2 separate regions of the Anas platyrhynchos genome follow, and region 2 is linked to region 1. A link is a contact called in public Hi-C data. All regions are on one chromosome and are shown on one strand. Each heading gives the region's core, a stretch centred on a gene start, on an enhancer-like site or on the middle of the called end of the contact. The rest is flanking DNA. Distances are from core to core; before and after follow the strand shown.

Region 1 (3,554 bases), core at 713-3,212:
TTAGAAATGCTTATACTGTACATTGTGTAAATGCTCAAAACTTACCATTACTGACTGGTCACATTCAAATATTGCAACAGGAAGGAACTCATGGTTTAAAAAAATGAAAAATCGAGAACTTTGTTCTGCAGGTACTATAGAGTATTTTGAAGGCAATGAGCAGAATAAGCTCTGCTAGAAATGACTCTGGCTTTTTGGCCACTGCAAATTTATTGTTTTAGAGGAGGTATTGTATTCCTGTAACTTGCTCCTTGAATAGCTAGGTCTTACAGGGACTGCTTAATTTGTACCATCTTTCTCATGGTGTTCATGGTTCAATTGCTGTCAACCCAGTGCCTTAGGAACAAAAAGCAAAGCTTTTTCTTTTTTGTTTTTTTCTCCTTGAAGCCTGTGGAAGTAGAACAGCCTGTGTATTATGATAGGCGGTGGAATAGCACTTTTTTTTTTCTTTTTAAAATTATTTATTTCTTTTTTGGTTGACAGAGCAAAGAAGATGTGTATATGGGGTATGTATGTCTGGATAAACATCAAGCTTGAGACTGCTTTGTAAATAATTACTGGTATTTCTTTATCGTTGAGAACAGCATAACAGAAGAAAAATCAGAGTTTTCGATACTACTTGGATATAAGCAATTAGAAAAAGAGTTAAAAAGTAGCCTCCAGGCCTGGGTATGAGTGATGGCCAGCACGGTGTCCTGCTGTATCTTCAAAGATAAAGGAGGCTGGGGAGAGGATGATGGAGGTGATAAAATTCTGTTGCAGTTAACTTTGAATCGGTAGCAAAAGGAGCAGAAAGACACATTGGTGAGAGAGGAACAGGCTTCTTTGGAAGACAGACTAAATGGATGATACATGGGGGATGAGGAAAATTCCTTCTCAGTAAGGGAGTGTGGTATCCAGCAGTGAAGGAGGAAGGAGAGTAGGCAGTGCACACAAAGGAACAGTGGAGAGAACTGAGCAGCCAAAAAAATCATTAAAGGACAAAAAGAGCAGCTATCACTGTGGGATGTCGCAGATGCTGCTGAAAGAAATTGATGGTGCCATAACATATTGCAACTATTTGCGGTGAACAGAATTTGAAACCTGATATGTTTTGAGTAATAAGCAAAAAGATTGATGCCTTTATAACTTCTCAAGGATTTTAAGGACGTTGAAAATGTTGGAAGTAGCACCACCAAACACATGTAACATCAGTGTTACCCTCATCCCATGTGCTCTTCAGCAGTTGTGGTGATTTTAAGTTTTGAGTAGGCATTACAGTCATTTAATGCACTGGCCCTAAAGAACATACATACAGGATTAAAACTACCTATAATATAGACCACAAGGGATAAAATTAAATGTTTCTCTGCAGGAAGAAGAGTGGAAAGTTGAAGACCTCCTACAAAAGAGAATATCTAAATCTAGGCTGCAATATAGACATTGATCTCTCTGGACCAACCATCTATGGCTGGGCAGTGCTGGGCTATGAAGGCTGGCTTGCTGGCTATCAGATGGCTTTTGATACGGCAAAATCTAAGCTTTCGCAAAACAACTTTGCCTTGGGATATAAGGCAGGAGACTTCCAGCTGCACACTAATGTGTAAGTATTAATCTGAGCCTAGAGAAAATTATCAGAAGATCCAAGCTAGATTAATAGTGAGAATTAACTGAGCTAGGTAAAATGTGGTAGGAAGGAGGGAGGATGCTGATTTAGTTCAAAAATAATTCACACCATGTTTTCATCTTCAGTACAATTAAAGCAGAGGCAACTTCTCAACTTTTTGTTGTCTGTTGAGACTGTGTTTCAGGGTCATCTTGGTTTTGTGTACACAAGATAATGGCATAAAGGCACTTCACACCATTAGTTTGGAATTAAAGTTGGTAAACTTCAACTTCTATTTTGGCAATAGATAAGAGTCTTCAGTTAAGCTATCTTACCCTTTCCCTCACCAAAGAGAGAGTTTCTGGCTCAGAAATGCCCAGGGTTGAGGAGAGAGGTGTGTGTTGCATAATTCTTGTTTCCAGCTGTCACCTTAGTGTAGCTCTAGCCTTTGCATTCAGATGCTTTGAGAGTCTTTGAACTTTTTATATTTAAACAACTGCCATGCAATAACTTTGTTTTCAGTCTCATCATTCCCATAACTGCCTTAAATCTCCTTCTAGGTTTGTCCCTTTATACATTATCAGAGGCTTTTCTCCTTAAGACAAGTAAAGTTTGTTTTCTGTCAGAATCTCAAACATTGTGTCTTGGCTACTGGTCAGCTGTGGTCAGTTAAGCAAACAATACCCTTGTTATGAGTAAACATCAGAACAGCTGTGAGCTCCAGCTAGGAATTCTATGACCATGGGTCCACTGGACACCTTGGTTCATTTTGAGATAATGATCAAATGATGATGGGAAAGGAAGGGATAATCTCAAGGGTTGCTATTTACTGACACTTGCATCTCTTACAAACAGGAATGATGGCACTGAGTTTGGTGGGTCTATTTATCAGAAAGTTAATAATAAGGTTGAGACATCAGTCAATCTTGCATGGACTGCTGGCAGTAACAACACACGATTTGGTATTGCTGCTAAGTACCAACTGGATGAGAAGACTTCCATTGTGGTAAGTTGTTTTTTTTTTAAAGGAACAAGTATTTCAAGCTCCAATAAATGCTAAAAAATAGTGATGTAAAATAGTTGTTCCAAATAGTTACTGAGAAAGTATGGGAGATAGCAAACTGTTGTGGTTTAAACCACAAGGACTACAAGTCATATGTGTGAAACATCTTTAAAAAAGATGTTTCATCTGTGCTGAAATAGTTGTTAGTCTGTCTATTGTGCCTGAAGCCTATGCAAAATGTGTTTTGAAAAGGTAATATGAGCATGAAATATTTTTCTACATTGTGGATTGGGTAAGAATTAGACAAAACTACTGCAGTAAGGTGACAGTTCAGTTGAGCTTACAGCCCTCTCCTAACACTGAGTTATGTAGCTCTTGAAAGTCAGTCATGGTTATGAGCTAAGTGCCCTTACTGACACTTACCAAGTCTTGCAGAAATGTTAGGGGCAAAAAGCAACATGAATGAAAGTAACTGCATACATAGCAACACTAAGCACTTAGGTAGCAAGCATTTGTTAAGCCTTAAAACAAGAATTAGTTCCAGGATAATTCAGCCAGAATTAAAAATAGGAAATGCTATTGTAAACAGCTCAAAACTTAGTAAAAGATAAGTTTGCATACACATAATTTTTTTGCTCATTCCTTAGAAAAAATAGGGTGGGACTTGATATAGGTGTAGTATACCACAATCTGAAGATAAGATGGGACCTATTTCTTGTGCCTGTTCCAGGTTGAAGGTAAAGTGGAGGAACATAGTGAAAATTTGGTATACTGGAAACTTGAAGGGGAAAAGACTAGAATACACCACAGCTAGAGATCAATCTACAAGTAGCTGAAAGAACGAACAGGGCACTAGAGCAACTTTTTGAGTATTTGTGCATGGCAGTGATTTTTTTTTTCCTGTAGGCTAAAGTGAATAATGCCAGCCTGATTGGAATCGGTTATGCTCACACCCTTCGACCTGGT
Region 2 (3,554 bases), core at 658-3,157, 79 kb after region 1:
GATGATAAAGCATGAGTATCAACTAGTGTCAATGCAATTGTTTATCAACTGTTGTGTGAAATGTCACTGGCTATCCTAATCAACAGGTTGAAGACAGAATTGCTTCAGGGAAAGCCTTATAGTATTCAGTAAGTTCTCAGTAGATTATGTCAGCGTTTGTTTCTGGCAGTATAGGCCGTGAACCTATTTTCATATTTAGAAAGCCACTGAAATGCAGAAATTGCTTCATCAAATGAAAGTCAGATGAGAGTGAAATTCAGCTTCCTTAATTGTTTTCTCAGGATAAAAAAAAAAATCCAGGCAAATTCAGTCACCTGTATATTTCTATTGACATTATGGACGTTCAAAAACATAAGCCATGACAAAGCAGAAGTACTTTCTTCAGCAGAGGCACAAAATACAGATCTAAATGGAAATACAGTGTTATTGTAACATCTAGTGCTACACTGGAACATTTTCATTTGTAAGCATATTGTATAAATAAAATCTTTAAAGAGTGGTGAGTCTGTCCAGGATTTTATTATATAGACTAGTGCTTCATTGATTTATACATTGAAGGTTAAGAGCTTTGACCATACAAAATCTTGAAATCATCGGTGTTCTTTGAAAATGTAATGTTCTGTGTGACTGCTGATGAGTAGACTTTGATCCTTCTTGCTCCCTTCACAATAAATCACTACGCTATTATTGATGTATGAAGTTGATAATCATAATGGAATACTTGGGAAAGCTTCTGTGAGTGCTCGGGTAAAACAAAATGTTTGAACAGTGTCTTTCCATTTGTGTTTTCAGGTACCCCAACTTTGAAACCATTATCTATGCTGAGAAAATGTGAAGCAAAGGATTGTTCACTTGAACCAGATACTTCTACACCCATGAAAAAGAAGAAGGGATGGCCAAAAGGCAAGAGCCGAAAACCAATCCACTGGAAGAAGAGACCTGGTCGAAAACCGGGTTTTAAACTGAACCGGGAAAAAGTGCCATCGTCAGTTCAGGGTGAGGGAGCTGATGCAGTGGTAGGTAATTCAAAACCAGGGCGTAAGCCCAAAATTTCAGATGAAGAGGAAGGTGTTGAGCAGAAAGAAGAGCTACCTCTAACTGAGGAAAGGAAAGAGGAAGATGTGAATATGGAAGCAGAAGAGGTAGGAGAGGGAGAAGAGGAAGATACAGCCAGCAGTGAAGTAAGAGCAGTTTCTCCTGTGGACAGCAGCAGCAGTCCAGTGCCAGAAGTTAAAGAGCCTGAGATAGAAGAGGAGGTAGAGGAGAAGCCAAGGGTATTAGAAGAGCAAAGGCAATCAGAAGAAGAGCAGCAAGAACTAGATGAACCTGAGCATGACCATGAAGAAGAAGATGAAATTGCAGTTGTGACAAATCAAAATGAAGACCATGATGCTGATGATGAAGATGATGGTCATCTGGAGTCTATGAAGAAAAAAGAATTGGAGGAACAGCCTGCCAGAGAAGGCGTGAAGGAGGAGCCCGATGTGCAGGAATGTTTTTTAGAAGCAGACATGCAAAACAGTAGAGAAGATGCAAAAGGAAAAGATGAAGCAGAGGCAGATTCTGAGGAAGAGCAGGCTTCCAATGAAACATCAGTGGGCTCAGAGCATGTCCCTGGGTCTGAGGATGATCACGAAGAAGAGCAAAGTAACAAAGAAGGATTAATTGAATTAAAGGAAGAGGAAGAGATTCCTCATAGCGAACTAGATCTTGAAACTGTTCAAGCAGTCCAGTCCTTGACACAGGAGGAAAGCAATGAGCATGATGTAGCTTACCAGGACTGTGAAGAAACTCTTGCAGCTTGTCAGACTCTGCAGAGTTATACCCAGACTGAGGAGGATCCTCAGATATCAATGGTTGAAGATTGCCAGGCCTCAGAACACAACAGTCCAATATCCTCTGTTCAGTCCCACCCCAGCCAGTCTGTACGTTCTGTCAGCAGCCCAAATGTGCCTGCTCTGGAGAGCAGCTACACCCAGATAAGCCCTGAACAAGGATCCCTGTCCGCACCCTCTATGCAGAACATGGAGACCAGCCCCATGATGGATGTGCCTTCAGTATCGGACCACTCTCAGCAGGTGGTGGATAGTGGCTTCAGTGACCTTGGCAGCATTGAGAGCACTACAGAAAATTATGAAAACCCGAGCAGCTATGACTCTACTATGGGAGGCAGCATTTGTGGAAATAACTCTTCCCAGAGCAGCTGTTCCTATGGGGGCCTGTCCTCTTCTAGCAGCCTCACTCAGAATAGTTGTGTTGTCACTCAGCAAATGGCAAACATTGGCAGCAGTTGCAGCATGATGCAGCAAAGCACTGTCCAGCCTGCAGCTAACTGCAATATCAAGTCACCTCAGAGCTGTGTCGTAGAAAGGCCTCCAAGTAACCAGCAACCAGCACCGCAGCCACAACAGCAGCAGCCTCAGTCACAGCAGCCACAGCCCCCGCCTCCACCCCAGCAGCAACCTCCACTGTCTCAGTGCAGCATGAACAACAGCTTCACCCCAGCACCTATGATCATGGAAATACCTGAATCAGGAAGCACTGGTAACATAAGCATTTATGAGAGGATTCCAGGGGATTTTGGGGCTGGGAGCTATTCACAACCATCAGCCACGTTCAGTTTAGCCAAGTTGCAGCAGCTGACGAACACCATTATGGACCCTCATGCCATGCCTTATAGCCATTCTCCTGCTGTGACTTCCTATGCAACCAGTGTTTCTCTGTCCAACACAGGACTGGCTCAGCTCGCTCCCTCTCACCCATTAGCAGGCACACCACAAGCACAAGCCACCATGACACCCCCACCGAACTTGGCGTCTACCACCATGAACCTCACGTCACCTCTGCTTCAGTGTAACATGTCTGCTACCAATATTGGCATTCCACACACGCAGAGGTTGCAGGGGCAGATGCCGGTCAAGGGGCACATTTCCATCCGCTCTAAATCAGCGCCGCTGCCCTCTGCGAGTGCACACCAGCAGCAGCTCTACGGCCGCAGCCCACCCGCAGTCGCCATGCAGGCCGGCCCTCGTACATTGGCTGTTCAGCGGGGTATGAACATGGGGGTCAACCTCATGCCAACCACCCCGTACAATGTTAACTCCATGAATATGAACACCCTGAACGCCATGAACAGCTACAGGATGACACAGCCCATGATGAACAGCAGTTACCATAGTAACCCTGCCTACATGAACCAGACAGCACAGTATCCTATGCAGATGCAGATGGGAATGATGGGGAGCCAGGCCTATACCCAGCAGCCTATGCAGCCAAATCCTCATGGGAACATGATGTACACTGGCCCCTCCCATCACAGCTACATGAATGCTGCAGGGGTGCCCAAGCAGTCTCTCAATGGACCGTACATGAGAAGATGAGCAAGATGAACTTGCATCCTAAAAACTTAAATATATATAAATAAAGGAACCTTTTATACTGACGAACCAGAGAAAATGGACCTTTTTCCAGTTAAAATATTGCTGTAGATTTAGAGGGATTTTCTTTGGTTTATTTTATTTTTAGGAAGCCTGGTGTTTTTTTGTTGTTGCTTT

Evidence for each region. A called contact is a pair of places that touch in the nucleus more often than the background predicts.
Region 2: a contact with region 1 is called in a Hi-C map of skeletal muscle, with 2.0 times the contacts expected there. The contact joins two enhancer-like sites. A contact is called at or near these places in 2 of 8 Hi-C or Micro-C datasets (liver and skeletal muscle).

Annotation. Positions count from the first base shown.
Region 1 is chr23:125,274-128,827 of IASCAAS_PekinDuck_T2T, forward strand. VDAC3 (voltage dependent anion channel 3) reads left to right here. Exons shown (of 9, transcript XM_027443586.3): 6 at 1,355-1,582; 7 at 2,441-2,591; 8 at 3,495-3,552. Among named protein-coding and RNA genes, the nearest start is that of VDAC3, 8.0 kb to the left of the region's middle. Within about 2 kb of position 1,963, at least 1 of the 8 cell types and tissues checked has an H3K27ac peak or open chromatin away from gene starts, as enhancers often do.
Region 2 is chr23:204,779-208,332 of IASCAAS_PekinDuck_T2T, forward strand. KAT6A (lysine acetyltransferase 6A) reads left to right here. Exons shown (of 18, transcript XM_027443577.3): 18 at 793-3,554. The coding sequence ends at 3,380. Among named protein-coding and RNA genes, the nearest start is that of ANK1, 4.6 kb to the right of the region's middle. Within about 2 kb of position 1,908, at least 1 of the 8 cell types and tissues checked has an H3K27ac peak or open chromatin away from gene starts, as enhancers often do.